Regions from separate parts of the Zea mays genome. Here all the other regions are linked to region 4. Evidence: chromatin contacts called from public Hi-C data. All regions are on one chromosome and are shown on one strand. Each heading gives the region's core, a stretch centred on a gene start, on an enhancer-like site or on the middle of the called end of the contact. The rest is flanking DNA. Distances are from core to core; before and after follow the strand shown.

Region 1 (5,143 bases), core at 729-3,228, 470 kb after region 4:
AGCTGCAGTCAGGCACATCATGTAGATAGACGCGATCTCGCGTGGTGGCATGCGATGCGATGCACACACTGCTCCACTTCCTCTCTCTCTCTCTCTCTCGCTCTTTTTGCAATCTTTATAAAAACAGCACGGCACACAGTTAATTAAACAACTGACGTCTTTTGTTGCATGTGATCGATGATTAGCTAGCGTCTGAGGCACTGAGCACAGGCAAGGATATGATGCAGCGCGCATCTGCCGGCTTTTGCGCAATTGCAACAGTATATGTGAGAGAAGGGAACTAGCGCTAGCGGAGGCCTTTGATTAGTGGCGGGACGGAATCGATAAATAAACTAGTCCCTGGGCACATGGATCAGGCAGCGCGCGGGGGGGTGGTGGACTGGTGGTAGTAGTGGACCACGGATCCGATAAAATCGGCTATTAAATCCGGAAAGGCCCCGGGGGGGCAAGCAAGCAAGCAAGCAGACAATGGCAGCGAAGAGGAGCTGACACATGAGCCCAACACACAGCGCGCTTGCATTGCATTTGCATAGCAGCAACGTGCCAAGGTGTCTGTCTACTATCATGTGCTCTCTCTTGTGGCCAGATTCCTCCTCCTCCTTCTCTTCTTCCTCAGTAATCTTTAACAAGTGTTTTAGCTAGCTAGGTTCCATCTCCATCCATCCACTCTCTCTCTCTCTCTCTCTGTCCGTCCGTTCCTTGCGATGGTGCAGGCAGGCAGCTGCCACATGCGTGCGTGGATCGTGGACGCTATAGCCCGGCGACGTGCTGAGCAGCGTGCATGTTACTGCTGCATGCACGCGCCGTACTGTTGCGCGGCATGGCATGACGGCCAGGGCAAGCCTGTCGTGTCGTCCCGCCGGCGTGAGTGCCAGTGGTGACCGTCCCAACCCAACCAGATGTCTGCTCCACACTGGCATGTCATCATATTCTTTCTTTCTTTTTTTCTCTCTCCCTGACGAACAGCCATACTATCGCTGTTAGTATCTGCCACTCTCTCCTCTCTTCACCCGCTGCCATTTTATCAAAAAATTTAATCCACTGTCTTTTGTCACTGCTGAAGCTGACACCGACACTGTCTCGGGTTGACTAGTAACTGACAGACCAACTTGCATTGGGACCTGCTGTTCCGCACGAAATCCGTCAGGAAAACGTTTTCACCGTCTCTGAACTGAAGCACTTGTATCAGGGACAGAAGTACTAGGAGTGGCCGGAACACTGAACCCGGCGGTGTGCCGCGCACGGAAAAATGTTTGGCAGAAACACCGCACCTAGCTAGCTGGCCGCCGAAACTACTGCGGAGCACCTAATTCTCGCTGAACCGGAGCGCGCGGCATGCATCGTCGAGGTCACTGCCTACCTAACAGTAACAGACTAACAGCTGCGGAAACGACATGGGAACAGACATCGATCAGACTAACAGTAACAGATAACAGATGCGTTCGTCTCCGTTCTCTTCTCTCCTGCAACAGCGACATGCGCCGCCGGGTGATGATTTGTTTTTCAGAGCTAGCTTCGGATGCGCCGGGCCGTCGTGGAGGCCACGATACCTGTCCGTCACTCCATCGTCCCTGCAGGCAAACCTGACACGCGATCCAAGCTTGCTACCATGGATGGATACCTGACGTCCGGATCGACCAGAGGGCCTGCTCTGCCAGGCTTTTTATTACTGCACCCACCGTTACTACCTAGTACTACTAGCGTGGAGTAGTACCTCCGCTCTCTGCTGGCAGCCGACAAATGCTCCATCTGCAGTACGTAAAAAAATAAAAAGAAAAGAAAGTGACTCTCCATCCATGAGACCATGACATGGAGGGACCGAGGGAGGGGAGATGGCTTGGTTGGCAGGCTAATCATGCCAACTTGCAAAGCTCAAATCTTTCTTTTTTACGACGGCCTTTCCTAGCGTTTTCCCTCTCCCACCCTTTATAACCACCACCATCACCTCTCCTCCTTCCTCCGAAGCCCCAAGTAGTTCCCAAGGCAGGCAGCACCACCAACATAAAAGAAGAAGAAGGAGAACTGAAGCGACCAATAAGAATTCTCTCCACTCAGGCCACTCGCTCGGCCCATTCCCCGGACCCCGATCGACCCACCCATCCATCCATCATCCATGACGACGGGGGAGGGGGCAGAGGCGGCGGCCGTGCCGCGGGTGGTCTCCATCCTGTCGGCGCTGCTGCAGCGCGTGGCGGAACGCAACGACGCCGCGGCGGCGGCGCCGCCGCCGGCTGCTGCTGCTGGCCCCCCGGTACTGTCGGCGTTCCAGGGGCTCACCAAGCCGGCCATCTCCATCGGCGGCTACCTGGAGCGCATCTTCCGCTTCGCCGGCTGCAGCCCGTCCTGCTACGTCGTCGCCTACATCTACCTCGACCGCTTCCTGCGCCGCCGCCCCGCGCTCGCCGTCGACTCCTTCAACGTCCACCGCCTCCTCATCACCTCCGTCCTCACCGCCGTCAAGTTCGTCGACGACATGTGCGTGCTATATAGCTGCTCTGCCCTCCCTGCTTCCATCATTCACCTTTTAATAAATGGAAAATTTTACAGGCAAAAAAAAAACACAGTAGATTTTCAAGTCGAATTCCGCTCACCTTTTCACTCTAAAATACGGAAATGGAAAATAAAAACATACAGTATCTCAGCACAACTACGGTTCATCAAGTTGAATTCCGCGCAAGTGCTGGCTTCCGAATTCAAAAAACAAATTGTTCTGAAAACATTTTTTTTCACATGTAATACTAGTAACTACTCCGTTTCTTTTTATTTGTCGCTGGATACAGCGACAAATAAAAAGAAACGGAAGGAGTATATTAAAACGTGATTTAGTACTGGAGGTGCGTAATACATGTGGTGATCCCAAGAACTGTTCAGTACAGGCTGACGTTAAAAATCGACACTAGAAGTTCAGCGTCATGGTAGTCGTATAGATGAGATGGGCTTCGAAAATACATGATTCGGTAACTGGAGTTTTCGTTTGCTTTTGGCGTGATCATCGGCAGCACACTCCCATGCATGACTGTCACACATGGGATTTGGAATTGGAATACACACATGGGCCCCAGATCGGTCTCGGTAACCTTTTCCCTGTCACAGTTTCCAACTGGCATTGCATCAAAGACAAGCCACTGGGTTGGTCACAAGGACAGTTGTGGAACCCGAGGCTGATGACGCGCCCACAGCACACTCACACAGTCACACACAGCCTGCCTGCTGGCTGCTGCCGATCCACCACCACTCTTACCAAAGCACATTCACCTTGTCCTACCCAACCCCCTGTCTGTCTTCATCGCCTTCGAAAAACAAGCTACGTACAGCTGGACGAATGCGTGAACCATCCATTTTTTTTGGTTGTTAAAAAAGAATTCATACTCTCCTTCCTATGTCAGGGTGTGTGGTCTGCTGTTTTGTTTTGTACTATAGCTTCATTCACCTGCTGTGGTGTGGGCGCTGCAGATGCTACAACAACGCCTACTTCGCGCGGGTGGGCGGCATCAGCCTGGTGGAGATGAACTACCTCGAGGTGGACTTCTTGTTCGGCATCGCCTTCGACCTCAACGTCACGCCCGCCGCCTTCGCCTCCTACTGCGCCGTGCTCCAGAGCGAGATGGCCTACCTGGACGACGCGCCCGCGCCCGTCGTCGAGGCGCCCCCAAGGCTGCACTACTGCTACGGCGCCGCCGGCACGTCTGACCGCCACGACGACCCCGCCGCGGTCGCAGCAGCCGCCGCAGCCTGCCACCGTCACAGCAGCCAGCCGCAGCTCACTGTCTGATCGACCGGCCGTGCAAGCGTGCCCGACCGGTGGATGCAGCCGTTTCTTTTCTTTTCTTTTCTTTGTTGTCCTGGCGGGGCGCGCTGGCTGGTGGTGTCGACTCGTCTTCTTCCTTGGTGATGGTCTGTCTTGGTACATATGTGTTGGTCGTTCGTTGCTAGTGAGCTCTCGGGGTACGTAGTTCTGCGGCCTTAGGTGGATTGGATCGTACGTGGGTGGGGTCAGGATTCTTCTTGGGAAATTTTTGTTTTCACCATTGTTCGACGGATCATGCATGCATGGATCAATGAGAAAATGGATGGATCGGCTTGGGATTCTCTGTTCGGCGCGCGATTGTTCTTCCGGCCCGGTGGGTGCCTGTGCTGTGCGTGCGCATGTGAGTCACAGCACACCGCTTGTCGCCTGTCGTCTCTCTTTTCGCGTTCCCTTTTCCAATTTCCATCCCTTGTTAGGGCTTGTTCGTTTTGCTCTCAATCCATGTGGATTGGGTGGGATTGGATGAGTTTCAATCTCAAACAAATCAAAATCTTTCACAATTTTTTCCAATCCCATTTCATCCACATGGGATAGGAATAACCGAACAAGCCCTTAGTTGTTACTCCATCCAGTGGAGATTATTCGCCGCCGCAGCTGGTGCGGGGAGAGCAGGGAGCCAGGGATTGGACGTCGTCGTGGGATGCATGCATGGTGGAGGGCAAACGGGGGATTATTAGTCAGAACATGGCATGTTTCTCGGCTGTCCATCCCCAAAAGGCCAATACTGTGTGTGCGTCGTCCGAACAGGAAACGTCGTGTGCTCAGTTACTTACTTCTCAGTGACCTAAGACCTCTCTGAATGCACAGATCGAGATCCAGATCGAGCGGCTGAAACTACAGAGTGCCGGTGGAAGTTTCAGTCAGAAAATCTCGGTAGACCTGAACCTGATGTAGCGGATCGATCGCGGTGGAAGGATCACTGGAACAAGCGATGGCGTCATGGTTTGTTGCGTGTGACATGAAAGGCAAAAGGAAAGCATCAAGTTTTGCCGTCTCGTTCCTTGTTTTTTCTTTCTTTCTTTCTTTCGGTAAACGCAATCTAGTTAGTTAGGTATCATCGCAGATCAGAAACATGCCGTAACTATATATATACAGTAAAGTTACTGCAAATCCTGCCAAGTGACTAGTAGCTAGATTTGCTGCTTCATGGTGGAACACAAGTAAACGGTGACAAATTTGATCTCCGGTGTACGTCTGTAGGAGGATAGAAGTGGCTGATGAAACAAATGCCAATAATCTTAACCTTGTCTCTGGTGCCAGCGAAGGAGATCGAGCAAAAGTATATATAATCTGGTTGGCAGTCCATGTGAAGAAGAAGAACGAACTTTGGTGGAG
Region 2 (5,205 bases), core at 2,520-5,019, 410 kb before region 4:
CGTTGATACCTTGGGCAGGGAGGTTGAGCATACCCGAAAAGCTAGATACTCAGAGATAACTCGGGTGAAGGACAACTAAACTCCGGATAAATAGGAATGCATGTCGTGGATAGAAACAGATACAGTTAGATAGTCATCATGACTTGTAAAAGGATAATCCTCTGGTCATCTATATAAGGTCGAGGGGTACCCCTATGAATGCATCTCATCTCGTCACATCCCATCACCACCTCATAGCTCATTAGCCTTTTCATAGCAACTATGCCACCACTAGATCGATAGGAGAATTCACCCTCCACCGCCCATAGTTCATCTGTAACCTGTGTACACTAGTAATTGAAAGTCGCCTAGAGGGGGGTGAATAGGCAAAACCTGAAAATTATAAACTTTGAACACACACTTCACCCGGGGTTAGGGTTAGAAATAAATAATAGTGAATTCGAGTGTGGAAGATAGTTCCTCTTGCTATGAGTTGCTCAATTAATGCGGATAACTTTGGGAGCAAACTCAAAACAATGTGAGCAAGAGAACTTTAGAGAGAGTGGAGAGGGGAGAAACAAATCGAATGGTGAAGATCAACACAAGTGGACGCGAGGAGTTGTTTCCTGAGGTTTGGTTCCAAAGAACCTACTCCCCATTGAGGAGGCCACAAAGGCTGGGTCTATTTCAACCCTTTCCCTCTCTCAATCAGTCACTTAGACCGGTCGAGTGCTTCTTCGTAATCTCACGGGTCACTAAGACCCCGCAAGGATCACCACACAATTAGGTGTCTCTTGCTTGCTTTACAAGTCACTTGAAAAGATTAGAGAGAGATGAAGAAAGCAACCAAACAACAAGAGCAACAAAAGAAACACGAATCACCCTCTCTCAAGTCACTAAACACTTTTGATCACTTGACTTGATTATGGAACTTGGAGAGGATCAAATGGCTTTGAATGTGTCTTTGGAGTGTATTATTTGCTCTTGTATTGAATGAAGAGAGTGGGATGCTTGGATGGCTTGAATGGTGGTGGTTGGGGGATATTTATAGCCCCAACCACTATTCTAGTCGTTGGCTGATTTCTCTGTCGATGGGCACATCGGATAGTTCGATGGTGCATCGGACATAGTACTGTTCACTGTCCGGTGCATGCCACGTCAGCTGACCGTTGAGGTATGGAGCTGTTGACCGTTGAAGACTTCTGTCCTTTTGGTGCAACGGACAGTCCGTTGCGACCTATTGTCGCAGACTGTCTTCTGACTTCTGGCACTGCAGACTACGGGCGCAGTTCCGCAGTCGACCGTTGGTGGAGTCGATCGTTGCTCCGAGGACACACCGAACAGTCTGGTGATTTTTAGTGGACGAGCTCCGAGAAAACTCGAGAGCAACCAGTTCGCGGAGTGCTCCATCCAGGGCACCGAACAGTCCGGTGCGCCACTGGCTGCAGCAAGTCTGTTGTGCTCCAAACTTGTAGAATTGTCCCACTGTCATTTTCTTTGTATGTGTATATGAACTTTATGCACCTGAGAAAAATATTGACTAGAAAAACTAGTTAGTCCACATGGTTTGTGATGTACGTCAAACACCAAAATCGATTATAGGAAATGTTGAGGCCATTTCCCTTTCAGTAATACTCAAACACTCAGCCTCGACAGGAATTAGGGTGTTATGCATTCCAGCGGCCGAACCTGTATAAACTCTTGTGTGATCTGACGTGCACTCGCACATACCATCAAGTCAAAATCAATGATGTCGTCCTGCCTAAAAGCATCATGTGGGGAACCCCGTGGTGCGCGGTCGGGTCATAAACACCGACAGAGACCCAATGTTATTTTAATAAAATATATTCTCTAAGTATGAATGGAATAACATTCTGATATGTTATACCTTTGACTGTTCAAAATCATATAACATTGACTCTATATCTTTATGGATCACTTGATTTAAACATATATATGAGGGTTTCTAATAGAATCTTTATACCATAACCAAACACAAATTCAAACATATATTATGTAAAGCTTCAAAACTCACTTTATGGCTTAAGTAGTTGGAGAGATTGTGGTATAACTGACTTAGTGAGTTCCTTCTACAAAAGGGATAAACTAACAATGATGATTGGCCATGTATTTAAATGGTACACGAGATCTTCTATTATTTTTCCATAGTAACCCAAATTATAATAAGGTTAGATACACTAATTCTTGCTATTTATATGATCCCATAATGGCCTATCACATATAGGCTTACATGAAGGAACAACTATTTCATGGAAGTCTTCAAGTGACTACCTCAAGAAATCACCGTGAAATAATTGCACTATATAAGGCTTTTACGTGAATGTGTTTGGCTTCACAGAATGATCAACCACATACAACAATCATGTGGCATTTGTGCCATCGATTCACTCACTGATATCCATGAAGACAATTCTGCTTGTGTTACACAAATATAGACAGACTACATCAAGAACAACATAACAAATATATTTGTCCTAAGTTGTTTTATCCCATAAATTAAAAAAAGGGTGAAGTAAACATCATGTAAACCAAATTATGTGATAATCTCAATAATTTATTCACGAAGCCCTTACCAAATTCATCGTTTTAGAAATGTGTTCATGAAATTAGTTTAAGGTGACTTTGAGATTTGCAAGGTTAGGGGGAGAAATATCTTAGACGTTGCATTATCCGGCCTGTAACTATCAGGTTTCTTTCTTTCTGGTGACGGTGCAGCTCGGCGCGAGGCTTGTCACGGTGGTGACGGCGGCGCCGGAGCTGTCGATGCTGCTGTGCGGGCTTGCCGCGCCGCTCGGCAGCGGAGACGCGTCCCACGAGATGATTGGCTTCGGGACCGGCTTCTCCCGGCCGTCGACAGCGACAAAGACGGTGTCTATCTCGTCCACCGGCTCCGGCGGGTGGCTCGCCCCGGAGAAGGAGCTCCTCGGCGGCGCGTCTCCGTCCGCCTCGTCGTCGCTGGACGCAATGCTGATCCTGACCTTGTCGAACTCGAACCCAAGAACCTTCTCCGCCGTTACCTTGCCGTCTCCATTCCTCACCCCGTCGCGCCGCCCATCTGGAGTTCGAACACCTCCGGGATGAACCGAAACTGGAAGTCCTGGTACTCCGGGTCGGATCCCGGATCCAGGGGCGCCTCCAGCTCCTGGGTGCGAAAGGGCGTGTGCGTTGCCGTTCCTCCTGGTGATGTTCGGCGTGCTGTGAGCGCCACCGCTGCATTGCGGCGTGGACAGCTTCTTTGGGTGTGTGATGTAACGGACAAAAGAGGTTGGGGAAGTGACACTGTAGTGGCGGAGACCATATTCCTTTCCTCTCACACTGTTCTAGCCTTCTAGGGATCTTCTCGTTCACAAATCACAGCCCACGGGCCACGGTGACCTTTTTTATTCTATTCTAGAGAAGGGAGAAAAGAGAAAGGGCCGGATTCTCCTCCTCTTTATTTATCGAAAGAAGCGAGGGAGCACAGCTTTCCATGATCTGATCCCAGATCGATCATTTCATTTGTTTTCCGTGCTATACAGAAGCTGACGAAAGACGGCCTCGCTCAAAGCGGCGGCGGCTGCATTCTCGTCCTTTCAGGCGCCGATCTCGTTTTCAAGAGCAGCGGAGCGTAGTCAGAGCTACTGTGCCAGTGCTAGTAGGGCACACGATGAAGCTGTGTGTGGCATTAAACAAAATCAAAAGAAAGGTAAAGGCAAAACGTCGGTAACGAAAAGCAAATGATGCTGCCCAACTCTCCCTCTTCCAAAGGAAGCAACGAATCGATCTGTTCATAGCACACCCGGCCCCAAGGCCCTCTGTAGGTGTTCAATTCCTGCCACTCCCCGCTTCCACTTTGGCATCTTGCTCGCACCGGGGCAAGGCAATGGCGCCGCCGCGTCGCTACCTGGCCGCGTTGCTCGCTCTGCTATGCGCGTGCACCACCACGATGCCGCCGGCGGGCTCCGTCGTCGCGGCCGCGAACGTACCGATCACTACGTGCCGGTCGTTCTGCGGCAACATCACGGTGGACTACCCGTTCGCGCTGCACCCCGGATGCGGCCACGCGGGGCTGCGGGACCTGCTCTTCTGCATCAACGGCGCGCTGATGCTCCACCTCCCCTCGGGCTCCTACCGCGTGGTCGACGTCGACTACGCGTACCGGGGCCTGACCCTGCACGACCCGGCCATGTCCGACTGCCGCGCGCTGGACCTCGCCCCGGCTGGGCGGGGCAACGGCTTCGTCCTCGAGCCGTGGCGGGAGCCGTACCTGTCGCCGGACCCGGACAACGTGTTCCTCCTCCTAGGCTGCCGAGCCACCTCGCCGCTGTTCCAGGGCTTCCCCGACCGCCACCTCCCCTGCCGGAACGTGTCTGGGATGGGGTGCGGAGACTACCTCGGCTGCCTCGCCTGGGACGACTACTACGCCGGCGGCGGCGGGCGGCGGGGCCCGTCGTCGGGCGACGCCGCGGGGCAACCGCCCGAGTGCTGCGCGCTGCCCTGGGGTGCCATCCGGGCGGTGAACGTCAGCCGGCTCGAGTGCGAGGGGTACAGCAGCGCGTACAGCCTCGCGCCCGTGCGCGCCGAGGGCGCCGCCGCGGGCTGGGCGTACGGGATCCGGGTGTCGTGGACGCTGCCCGAGTCCAACCGCGGATTCTGCGGCGCGTGCCGCGCCACGGGCGGGGCGTGTGGCCATGACACGGAGAGCCACGCCGACCTGTGCCTCTGCGGGGACTGGAACTCCACCTCCAACTGCGACTCCTCGGCCGACGCAGCACGGTCGGTCGCCGCCACGCTGCCCGCTGTCGCCGCGCTTCGCTGGGCCATCCTCGCCTCAGGTACGTACAACACGTACAAACCGTTTGCGTGCCCACACGCTGTCAGATTTCCACGCTCCTCGTCATTCGTCTGACTACTGTTCCACTTGTGTTGTAAGGATTGACGTCACTATGGTACTACGCGTCGACGACATCAAATATGTGATGGACGGTGGATTCATGCTGTGATCGACAACTGCCCTTCAAACAACAGTACACACCACCTAGAGAAAGACGATGCGTTTCAGGAGCTTGAAACGATCGAATTTCAGAACCCACGATCACTATCCATACTGGTTTATGTTTACAATCACTCGTAATGGACAAAAGGCCAAAGACGATCATGTTTGTTGTAGCAAGGATATTTTTCCCGTTTGGATGTATCCCTTTATGTCAACAGACTCGTTTGGAT
Region 3 (5,373 bases), core at 2,532-5,031, 480 kb before region 4:
ACTCGCGCGAGGTCAGGAAATTGATTGTATCCACGTTCTTATCATAATGATGCTGGTTTGTGGACAACAATCCATGGGGATTGGTTGTCCACGGGATAAAAATTGGAATAAGGATTAAGGTGTGGTACCGTGAGTCAAGCGTTTGAACGTACTAAACACATACCGAGAAATATGGTAAATCGGTAAGCCTAGTACCTGAGTGAACCTGCCCGCAGACATATCCCCTCACGCGACCTGAGACGTGGTCTCTCATTCCGGTTATGGTGGGTACAAGTGCGGTCACTGCACGACGGCAGTCGGGGTCAGTGAGGCATTGTACGCCAAGGCGGTGAGCCCTGATCTGTTGCCAGGGAATCGATGGGGACGGTTGATGTGTGTGGGGACGGAGTGCCCCTACATGTCGTGTGTTTAGGTTTACCTTGCAAGGTTTAAAAACTCGATTCGAATCGTCTGCTTCTCGCAGCTAATGAGACTGCTTGATCCATGCTGCTACATTGAGTAATAAGTGGAATTGTGCTGAGATGATACAAGATGTTGATTGCTAAAAATGTTTGCTACTATGTATGAGTAGATAGTACATATTTAGTCTTAAGAGAGTCACACTTAAATTGGCAAAGTTAAAACTTGACTTAGAAACTCAGCTAGTGCTTTTGGCAACCAAACCCCACAGCCAAACAAGCTGCATGTCTAGAGGTAGAGGAGTAGACTCCTCACACCGGGTAAGTCTAGCTGAGTATTAGTATACTCAGCCTTGCTTGTGGCATAATTTTACAGGTTCTCTGGAGGACATGGTTGCTGGAGTGACTTGGCCGTCCATCTTGCCACCGGGTTGGACTGTCGAGTGGGACCCTACCTCGGCTGAGGAGGAGCATGAGGAGTGATGGGACAGGCTTCCCCATCTCTCTGTTTATTTACCGTTAGTTTTATTCCGCTGCACTTCGAACAATGATGACTACCTTTGCAAAACTCCGATGATGATGTAATAATTTAACACTCTTTCATGCATGGTTTTATGCTTTATTGTATTTGCTCTGTGACTCACCATCGAGTGAGATTGTGGTACTTGATCCTGTCAGTGGCCGTGTCGGACTAGATCCGAGGGATTGACGGGTTATTCCCATTTAAGTGTGGTCTAGCCTCTACGGTGGGGTTTAGGCACTTAAGTTGGAATAATTCGGTCAGTTCCGCCACAGTTATAGTTGATATTTAAAATTATTCAGCTTTTTAAAATAAAAATATGTACTTGTCTACTATATAAAAAACAGTTTTCATGATTATATTAGTTATTTGGTTTAATATTTATGTCTACCTAACTAATAGAACATATATTTTTGTGTTTGGTTAAATCAAAGTTTATCCATATGATATATAGAAATGGTAAACAAACTCTATTCCATCCAGGGAAATTAGCGGTGGGATAAATGAGGCTCGAGCCCTACCACCACTCTCGAGAAGTCTCTGTTATAATCTAAATAATCTAAAATGTACACATTATAATATAAATATATATGATAGCGGTTTAGTTTAAGTCTCTTATATTTTTTTCCGGTTCTATACCTGATTCCGTCGTATCGAAGAGAGAAGAGAACCTTATCAAGTGTAGATTCCTTACTTAATTGCGGTGATGCTATGAATGATGGTTTAATATCTGCTCTAAAGGATGCTTGTGGATTGGAGTTTCATCAAGCTCTACTGCTATAATTTGATTATTAATGTTTTTAATTTGTTTAAACTCAGAGGGTACTGAAAAGTATGCAATAGAATACACTTAGTGTTTCATCAACCTCCATACTTGCACCGTCCCATCCAACCACACCAATTCTTGTGTCATCGGGCATATTTGTTTGAGATTAATGACATGTTTTAGGTTTCTGTCAACAAGCGAGTCTGCAGTAGATGATAACATGTGTTGTTTGTTTTTATATAATCGTTGCACGCTAATATTTGATCGAATAATTTGTGTGCCGTCACAACACATGAACAACTAACTATAATCTAAATGTACAGTATAATATAAAATGATCTCATATACTATACTATAATCTAAATGTACAGTATAATATAAAATGATCTCATATACTATACGGTTTAGTTTACTCTCCTATTTTTTTCGGTTCTGTACGTGATTCCGTCGTATCGAAACGAAGAGACCCTTATATATCCAGTGTAGATTGCCTAGCAAACCTGTATGCCTGTGTCATTGAATGCATACGACTGTGGTAACGAGTGCATCGCCATTGATTGATATCACGGTGTACGACGAGTGATACAGGTCCGGTGGCCGGCACATCGTCAGTACTGCATGCCGCCCCGTGTATACGAGCACGCTATTACTCCGTCGCACGAGGCCGGCCGTTGGTTCCATCTATGGTACGGTACCTCAGGGCTATAGATTAGGGTCGGAAACTGCACGACGCAGGTGTAGCGTTGGCAGCGGATATCAATTCCAACAGTCTTGATGCTGGACGGTGCAGTGCAGCACTGGCATGCACCTGTTCTTCTTCCTAATGTGCTGTACCTTCACAAGAGCAATAAGGATGACATTATGACAATCAGAGATGCATAGGAGTATAGGACACCGGGTTACATTTTTGGTAAACCTATACACGTGAGATAAAACTTAATCTATATATGTATCCATGCGCTCGTGGATATAGATGTGTATACATATACACGTACTCGCCGAGTATTCGCTATCCGACTGATACCCGTTATCCGCTCGCCCACTATAATTTTAACATCCAACATCAAACAACAATTTTATCATGGTTCAAGAATTTCACCGTTTCAGCAGCATCGAACAACAATTTGAACACCAAACTACATTGTAGTTGAAAATTGAAAAATAAAAAATTTGAGATAGTGTATTAAATCCCGATGGTCCATATGTCAAATACCCAACGGATATAGATACCTGGTATCTAAACCCGCAAAAAATTTACTCATCGATATCTTATTATATTCATACCCGTACTCGTGGAGAATAAATTTCACCATACTCATACCTAATGAATAATTACATATGGTTATTTATCTATACTCGTATACACTGTCATCTCTAGTACGATGGACAAAAAAAAGACATTAGACGGCCATGGCCATCAAACAAAGACAATCAATGTTGCCACCACGACTGGAGGCAAACAATGACAATATCCAGCTCCAGCACTTATCACAACCAGCACAAAGGTTAGCAAGATACCCTGTTGCTTGGTCATCGATTGAGCGAGCACTAGACGCACCACCTAGCTTCTGCAAGGATGCGAGGCGACGAGACCGCGTGGCATGCGCGCCACGCCTCACTGAAAAAGCGCAATGGCGGATGGCGCGCACATGATCCCCCTCCCTATTCCCTACACCCACGATGCCAAGCACAGGCACAGCCGACCAAAGGAGCGGAGACTGATGAATGATAAACAGCCTGCTGCTGCCTACCTGCCTGCGTATGAAAAGCGACGAGCGACGAGGATCATGAACCACCATGATGGCGGCGTCGAGATCGGGATCCATATGCATGTGAGAGCAAGACGTGACCATCTCCTACCTTTTACAGCTCACAAAGACGAAGCTCGGAGGAGCTGGTGACCAGACCTTGGGGCCATGCATGGATCACTTTCCCAACCCTTGTTATCGAGTATAGAGTAGGACGGGCGGATAAAATACTAGATCCCGAGCTCGGAAAATATGGCGTCGGTGCAAGTGGAGGCCAATCATGGCCACGGTGCTGCCGGCTCTCCACCTTGGAAGCTTTATCACAACCCCCACTACACCCCGCGGGGCAGGGGCACCCATCTCTCCTCATCCTGCTGCTCGCCCTCTCCTTGCCAAGTCCGCAGGAGTCCCGAGCCCCCTCCTATGATCATTGCGCTGGACGACGAGGAGGTCGACCAAGGGTACGGGTACGGCGCCATGTCGTCGGAGCTGGAGCTCTGCGTGGCACGCATCAGGGACCTGAGGGCGGAGCTGGAGTTCGAGCGGCGCATGCGGCGCAAGGCGGAGGCGCTGAGCGAGGCGCTGGCCGCGGAGCTGGCCGACGAGCGGCGGCGGAGCGAGGCCGCGGAGGCCGAGTGCCGGGCGCTGCGGGAGGAGGCCGGCGCCGCGCGCGCGGAGGCGGAGCGCGCCCTGGAGGGCGTCGAGGAGGAGCGGCGGATGCTGCGCGTCGCCGAGCTGTGGCGCGAGGAGCGGGTGCAGATGAAGCTCGCCGACGCCAGGGCCGCGCTGGACGAGAAGCTGCGGGAGATCGACGACGCCGTGGCACAGCTCCAGGCCACTGCCGACGCCAACAAGAGCAGCTGCTGCAGCAGCCCCAACGGCAGCAAGTCGGCGAGCCAGCACGGCGGGCAACAGAGCCCGCAGCACGGTAAGCCGCACCGGCGAGAGCCCGGCGGCGGCGGCGAGAACCCGCACATCCGGAGGGGGATCAAGGGGTTCGTGGAGTTCCCCAGGGCCGCGCGCCTGCGCCTGCGCCCGCGCCCGCGCGAGGAGCGGGTGGATCTGGTGTCCAACCTCGAGTGCCAGCGGGCGCAGCTGCGCGTGCTCATGCGGCACAGGAGCCCCGCCGCCGGCATGGGCCTCATCGGCGCAGCAGAAAACCTGGTCGTGTAGTGCACCGTATACTAACGTATAGCGTATGTTTATTGAGGTGGTCGGTAACTCTGTATCTTCCTCTGTTCCACTTCATATTATGGGACATTCACATTTTGGTACAGTACAGAATGCTTAGGCAAACTACATGGTGTATTTCGTTGCTGATCATGTAGTAAAAAGAAAAATCTGATAAGGCTATATAACTTGTAATGGAAACAGACATGATGACAAATCGTTCCTTCGACTACTCAAACTTCATGGCTTACTCTTTGACTAAGTAACTACTAGTGTCTAGTGACATGGGACGAGCCGCAACTCTCAAGTCTCAACAACCAACACAGACTTGGGACCGGTCAGACATGCCAAACGCTAGCACTCCAGTATGGAACTACACCTACAATTCGTCTTGAACTGCAACAAGTATCGTTAACTCAAAACTAGCTAAAAGAATTCGAAGTCTAGGAACTTCCCCCCGGACTCAGAACCGGTTCCTGCCATCCTCTTGCTGCTGCTGTTGATCTCCATCCTCTTGCTGTTGCTGCTGCTGTTGATCTCCATCCTCTTGCTATTGCTGCTGCTGTTGATCTCCGCTCTTTCCACCGGCGCTGGCTTAGCTGGCGCGGGCGGCGCCAACGCCACGGGCTCGACGGCCCGGGGCACGCCGGGGGGAGTGCTGCAGCGGATAAGCGCCCAGTTGACGCCCTCAAAGAAGGGGTGCTGCTTTATCTCCGCGGCGCCCCTCTTCACGCCCAGCCGGCTCTGGGGCTCCTTGGCCAGCAGGCCTCT
Region 4 (5,273 bases), core at 1,023-3,522:
ACGTTGATGAGTAACTGGACCGAATTTTTTACATTTTAGCCCTTTTGTAGGAAAAAAATCACGTTTAGACCCTAAAAAATTTTAATAGCAATTTTAGACCCTTTGCTCGGCGCCACAGATCTTGGCGCCGAGGTACGTGCTACGCTGGCACACCTGGCACACCTGGCCGACGTGGCATCGAGCTCGGCGCCACAGATCTTGGCGCCGAGCTCGGTTGTGTTTTAACAGTTTTGTTGGAAAGTTGTAAGTATAAGGCTTGTCTAGCTCAGTTGGTAGAGCACAAGGCTCTTCACCTTGAGGTCCTGAGTTCAAGCCCCATAGTTTGCATTTCAATATTTTTGTCTTTATCATTGATTTGTATTTTTTATGTCGCTAATGTGTCCATACAAATTTATTTTTGGGTACCATGATCCTCGTTTTTTTTTGGTAAATTAAAACGCGAGCAGTATAAGCAGGACACTTAAACCTCTCGATTTACATGGTCAGGGTACAAAATAAAAATACTGTTGCAACCTGGCCTCGTTGTAATAAAGTATGTATATAGCTGTAACCTTTGACTTGCAAGTGAATTCAGTACTAGTCTCGAGTCTCGACTGTGCACTCCGGCCAGAGTCCATTTTCATCCATTGACCATTGTACGTACGTAACACAAGCTAGCTAGCTATATGTATACGTGTCAGGCGGAAAATACGTCAGAGTATCGGTGGACTAATTAACAAGTACGCGATCCGGTTGTTGGTTCCTATACTATAGTAAAAGCGGCGAGTGAAGGACCCAGCCGGCTCAGTGGAGCACACTGCACACGACCATGGTGGCTACACGCTCCATTGCCGGCCACCATCGTGGCATCGTACGCACGAATCTTAAAGCCTCTCTCTGCTTGACGACATTGTCTTTAATCTACGTATCAAGACACAGGTGTCCTTGCTCTATCGGACTTAAAGGACACCAAAATGGGACAATATACGGGAAAAGGTATTTACTTGGAAGAAAAAAGAAAAATACTAGCCATGCTCGCTGCGAATCGAGAGGTTTAAGTGTCATGCTTATACTGCTCGCATTTTAATTTACCCAAAAAAACGAGGATCATGGTACCTAAAAATAAATTTGTATGGACACATCAGCGACATAAACAAAAAAAAACAAATCAATGATAAAGACAAGAATATTGAAATGCAAACTATGGGCTTGAACTCAGGACCTCAAGGTGAAAAGCATTGTGCTCTACCAACTGGGCTAGACAAGCCTTATGCTTACAGCTTTCCAACAAAACTGTTAAAACACAACCGAGCTCGGCGCCAAGATCTGTGGCGCCGAGCTCGGTGCCACGTCGGCCAGGTGTGCCAGCGTAGCACGTACCTCGCGCCAAGATCTGTGGCGCCGAGCTGTGTTACCTCGGCGCCATAGCCTATGGCGCCGAGCAAAGGGTCCAAAATTGCTATTAAAATTTTTTAAGGTCTAAACGTGATTTTTTTCCTATAAAAGGGCTAAAATGTAAAAAATTCGGTAACCTGGAATGCCAAGTCTGTTTGCCCCATACGAATTACGAACGAACATGAGTTCATAAAAAAAAACAGTCAGATGTGCAGGCGTGTTTCGTTGGCAATTTCGAAGACCGCGAAAAAAAAAGAACGGGACGAGGAATCTGTTTTCGACGTGGTTACTGACGACGAGGGATTCATTTTTGACGTGATTGGTGACGCCGCCGAATTTGTTATTACGTGCCTCTGTATTATTATTGCCGATGCACTAGTAGTCGAAGCTGGGCGAACAATTGTATCATAATCCGTGCCGTTTCACGAAAATCTGCCTCGGCCGCATCGGTCAACCATAATTTCGCTCCGAGACCAATCTAATTCGCTTCAATAATAAAAAAAATACAGATCAGAAGGCTTAAAACTTTTCAGGACATATCGGTTTCCTCAAGGAAATAACACAGAGACCGGGCATATAAATGTAGGGATCGTATCCAGTGCACAAGGGCCACGTCGTGCACAAATGCACAAAACGAAATCTGGCCGTCCATTTTCCATCCAACGGCCGTCGTAAATATGCAGATGAACCCTCCCGCAGCCTCCGTAGCTTGCCGAGTCTGTTTTGTGAAAAACCCCCCGCGCCGTCATGTCGTTGGATGGAAAATGGACGGCCAGATTTCGTTTTGTGCATTTGTGCACGGCGTGGCCCTTGTGCACTGGATACGATCCCATAAATGTAAGCAAGACCAACGGAGCAAGGCCCCCCCAGGGGGGCGGGGCACCACAGGTACTCTTCTCCTGCTTGGCCTCTTGTGCCGCAACCGCGAGTGCGGCCTACGGTAGCCTCCAAAGCAGCACATCCAAAGCAGGGACCGAATGGACATGGACCGGCCGGAGGAGGAGGGGCAGCAGCGGAGGGAGACGATGACGCCGGTGCTCCTCAGGCTGTTCGGCGTGGACGTCCACCGGGGTGGCGGCAGCGGGGAGCCGGAGGAGTCGCCGATGGACCTGAGGAAGAGCTCCAGCATGCCCGACCTCACCATCAACCCGCTGCTGTCGCCGGAGGAGAAAGAGGGCTGCAAGGGGTACGCCTCCGACGACGCGGAGCTGGCGTCCGGCCAGCAGAAGCGCCGCCGTCGCAAGGCACAGGACAGGAAGAAAGGTGAGCTTTTTTTTTCTTTCTGGATTTCTATCAATCGCTTTCTTTACTGCTCTGCTCTTCTTGTAATTAATCCCACGATGGACGATGGATTCCAACGGAAAATGTTGTCCTTTCTTAGATTCAGAAACCAACCAGTAAAACATTCAGGCATTTACACAACACACACACACACACAAAAGTATCTCCGTGCGAGTCAACGGCAGCTATCTTGCAGCCCAGAAATGCTTTTACTGTGAATTGATCCGTTGTTCGGTGGAATCGGCGCAGGAATTCCATGGACCGAGGAGGAGCACAGGAAGTTCCTGGACGGGCTAAGGCAGCTGGGCAAGGGGGACTGGAGGGGCATCTCCAAGGGCTTCGTCACCACCAGGACGGCGACGCAGGTGGCCAGCCACGCCCAGAAGTACTTCCTCCGGCAGACCAACCCCGGTATGAAGAAGCGCCGGGCGAGCCTCTTCGACGTCGGTATCGCGGACTACAAGGACAACCAGGTGAGCTAGCACTCCAACTGGTACAGTACAAGAACGATTCGTCAGATCTTGGAGCCAGCCAACAGCGCTAATCGTCCTCTTTCTTTCTCCCCCCCTTTTTTTTTTTGTTTCGTTTCAGGTGCCAGGCCCTCAGAGCATCGTCGCTGCCAAACCGGCGCCTACGCAGGAGATAATCCACACCGACCGCGGCGACGTCCCCGTAATTTATATACTCCTTCCGCTGTGTTTTCTCCTTGTCCTGGTGGTAACTGAGAACCCAAGATCTGAACAGTGAATTTTTTATCCTCCCTCTCCTCAGATACCAAGATATAGAGGCCTCGGAGAGATTTTAGGCAGTAACATGCAGGTAAGGTAACCTTATGCCCTCTATTGCACTGGTAGTAAGGGCGGAAGGACGTTTTCATGTACTATATAATAGTCTGAGCAAAACTGACAAGCGAACTGAATGATCCTTTGGACAGGTTAATCAACTGACTGACTACTACTATTTCAACAAGAACTCCCATGTTCCCGCGGGGACTTCGCTCTCCATGGCCTCCGGCCTGGAAACGGCCTCGACCGTCGACAGCCTGGAGCTCAGCATCGCCGTCAACGGCCTGGAGCTCAGCATCGCGCCCCCTTCCCGGTGCGTCTGCGGCGGCGCGGCGGGGGCCATCAAGGTTCTGTGACTCGGCCGGGACGCCGAGGGAGCTACTCGCATTTGGCTTCCCCTGCGAGCATGCGTTTCATCAAGTATTATCAGCCTCGTCAGGCTGCCGCGCGCAGCCGGGTTTCGGTCTTGCTGGTTGTGTTGGTGTGTTCTGTTCTGTTTTGTTGTGCGCAAGGAATGTTTGTGAAGTGCATTGCGTTGTAATACACTAATACTAGCAGTGTTGTGGAATGGAATTAGGGGAGAGGGATCAGCTGGGATTTGGGGGTTGATGGGTCCCTGTCTCGACTTCGAGTGGGTTCGTTTCGTGTTCCAATCCGAGGAGGCGGCGACGGGCGCAAGGCGTCGTGTGGGTGTGGCTCTGAGCTCCCCGATCCCGCCCAATAATTGGACCGTGCCGTCCAAAACGCATACGCCAACTAATCTTCGGAAGAAAGTCGCAGCTTTACGTTATGTGACATTTAGTTAAAGTGATATGCGTTTAGCCAGTTTTTATTTTTTATTTTTATGAATATTATTTATATCTATTGTTTAAATTAATTTATTATAAAATGTATTTTATAATTTATTTAATGACATTTATTTAATATCATAAACATAAAAAATCATCTGTATTAATCAGACTTTTAGAATATAAGATTATGTTAGAATTATATATTTTTTCTCCTTGACGTGGAGAGTAATGTCACACTGAGAGAAGCGAACGAGAGGCGGCTGTGCTGTCCGAGTCTTCCGTTTGCGGCTGGCTATATCCCATGACTCTAAATTTTACACTATAGTAAAATTTAAAAATCAGATTAAATTATAATCAGATTCTATTTCTATTATTTTTAAAATAAAATTTATTTAGGATTTAAAAAAATATGATGGACCGTGACCCATTATCATCACTGCCGGCGTCTCATCTCGCTTTTGCATGAATCACAGCGACTAATATAAAGCCTCTGCGATGATGAGCGGGTAAAGATGAAGGGTGAGGTCGAATCTGGGACGGGATATGTGGATCTCGCCGGTGACAAAGTGGTCCGTCCACGCACGAGTGAGGGGGCACAGCACAGCACAGCGAGAGAGACGGGCGGCCACATCGCCATCGCGGCGCGCAATGCGGACGTGGCCACCTGCACCGGGACCCAAACCCAACCAAGTGATGGCTTTTGCCGCCGCTGTTTTGCTCCCGACCGCTTCACCGTCGGCGGCAGCGCCAGAGGGCCCGTCTGGCTGGCCGGCCGGTGTCCCACCGGTGCGGCGGCGGCGGGTGCTGGTGGAGGGTCGACGACACACCTGACACACGCCGTTAGCTTTTTAGGCTTTTCAGTTTCAGCGAAAGGGAGGGTGCAGTGCAGGTGGAGAATGGGGATTGGGGAATCGATAGAAAAATGGATGGATCATGAGATAGCGCTCGCCGACCTTTCACGGGATTGGGAAGGCGATCCTCGAAGATAAGGTGCAGATCTTGCCGATTCTTCTCCCCTTTTTTTTTGTTCTGGGTTTGTGGG

The links. Hi-C and Micro-C count contacts between places; a contact is called where the count stands out from the background.
Region 1: a contact with region 4 is called in a Hi-C map of tassel, with 8 times the contacts expected there. The contact joins the promoter of LOC100502430 here to the promoter of LOC100216850 in region 4. A contact is called at or near these places in 4 of 25 Hi-C or Micro-C datasets (bundle sheath, ear, endosperm and 1 more).
Region 2: a contact with region 4 is called in a Hi-C map of endosperm, with 1.9 times the contacts expected there. The contact joins the promoter of LOC100277065 here to the promoter of LOC100216850 in region 4. A contact is called at or near these places in 4 of 25 Hi-C or Micro-C datasets (bundle sheath, ear, endosperm and 1 more).
Region 3: a Hi-C map of ear shows a contact between it and region 4, with 2.7 times the contacts expected there. The contact joins the promoter of LOC100277537 here to the promoter of LOC100216850 in region 4. A contact is called at or near these places in 2 of 25 Hi-C or Micro-C datasets (ear and tassel).

What each region holds. Positions count from the first base shown.
Region 1 is chr1:96,166,612-96,171,754 of Zm-B73-REFERENCE-NAM-5.0, forward strand. LOC100502430 reads left to right here and starts at 1,979. Exons shown (of 2, transcript NM_001357792.1): 1 at 1,979-2,475; 2 at 3,454-3,908. The coding sequence starts at 2,114. The coding sequence ends at 3,772.
Region 2 is chr1:95,280,903-95,286,107 of Zm-B73-REFERENCE-NAM-5.0, forward strand. It overlaps LOC100277065, which reads left to right and starts at 3,770. Exons shown (of 2, transcript NM_001150732.2): 1 at 3,770-4,814; 2 at 4,913-5,205. The coding sequence starts at 3,863. The coding sequence ends at 4,959.
Region 3 is chr1:95,218,347-95,223,719 of Zm-B73-REFERENCE-NAM-5.0, forward strand. LOC100277537 reads left to right here and starts at 3,782. Exons shown (of 1, transcript NM_001151068.2): 1 at 3,782-4,709. The coding sequence starts at 3,856. The coding sequence ends at 4,605. LOC103637670 (serine/threonine-protein kinase D6PK) reads right to left here. Exons shown (of 2, transcript XM_008660229.4): 2 at 4,758-5,373. The coding sequence ends at 5,029.
Region 4 is chr1:95,695,110-95,700,382 of Zm-B73-REFERENCE-NAM-5.0, forward strand. LOC100216850 reads left to right here and starts at 2,273. Exons shown (of 5, transcript NM_001143242.1): 1 at 2,273-2,637; 2 at 2,905-3,128; 3 at 3,247-3,327; 4 at 3,427-3,474; 5 at 3,590-4,250. The coding sequence starts at 2,352. The coding sequence ends at 3,796.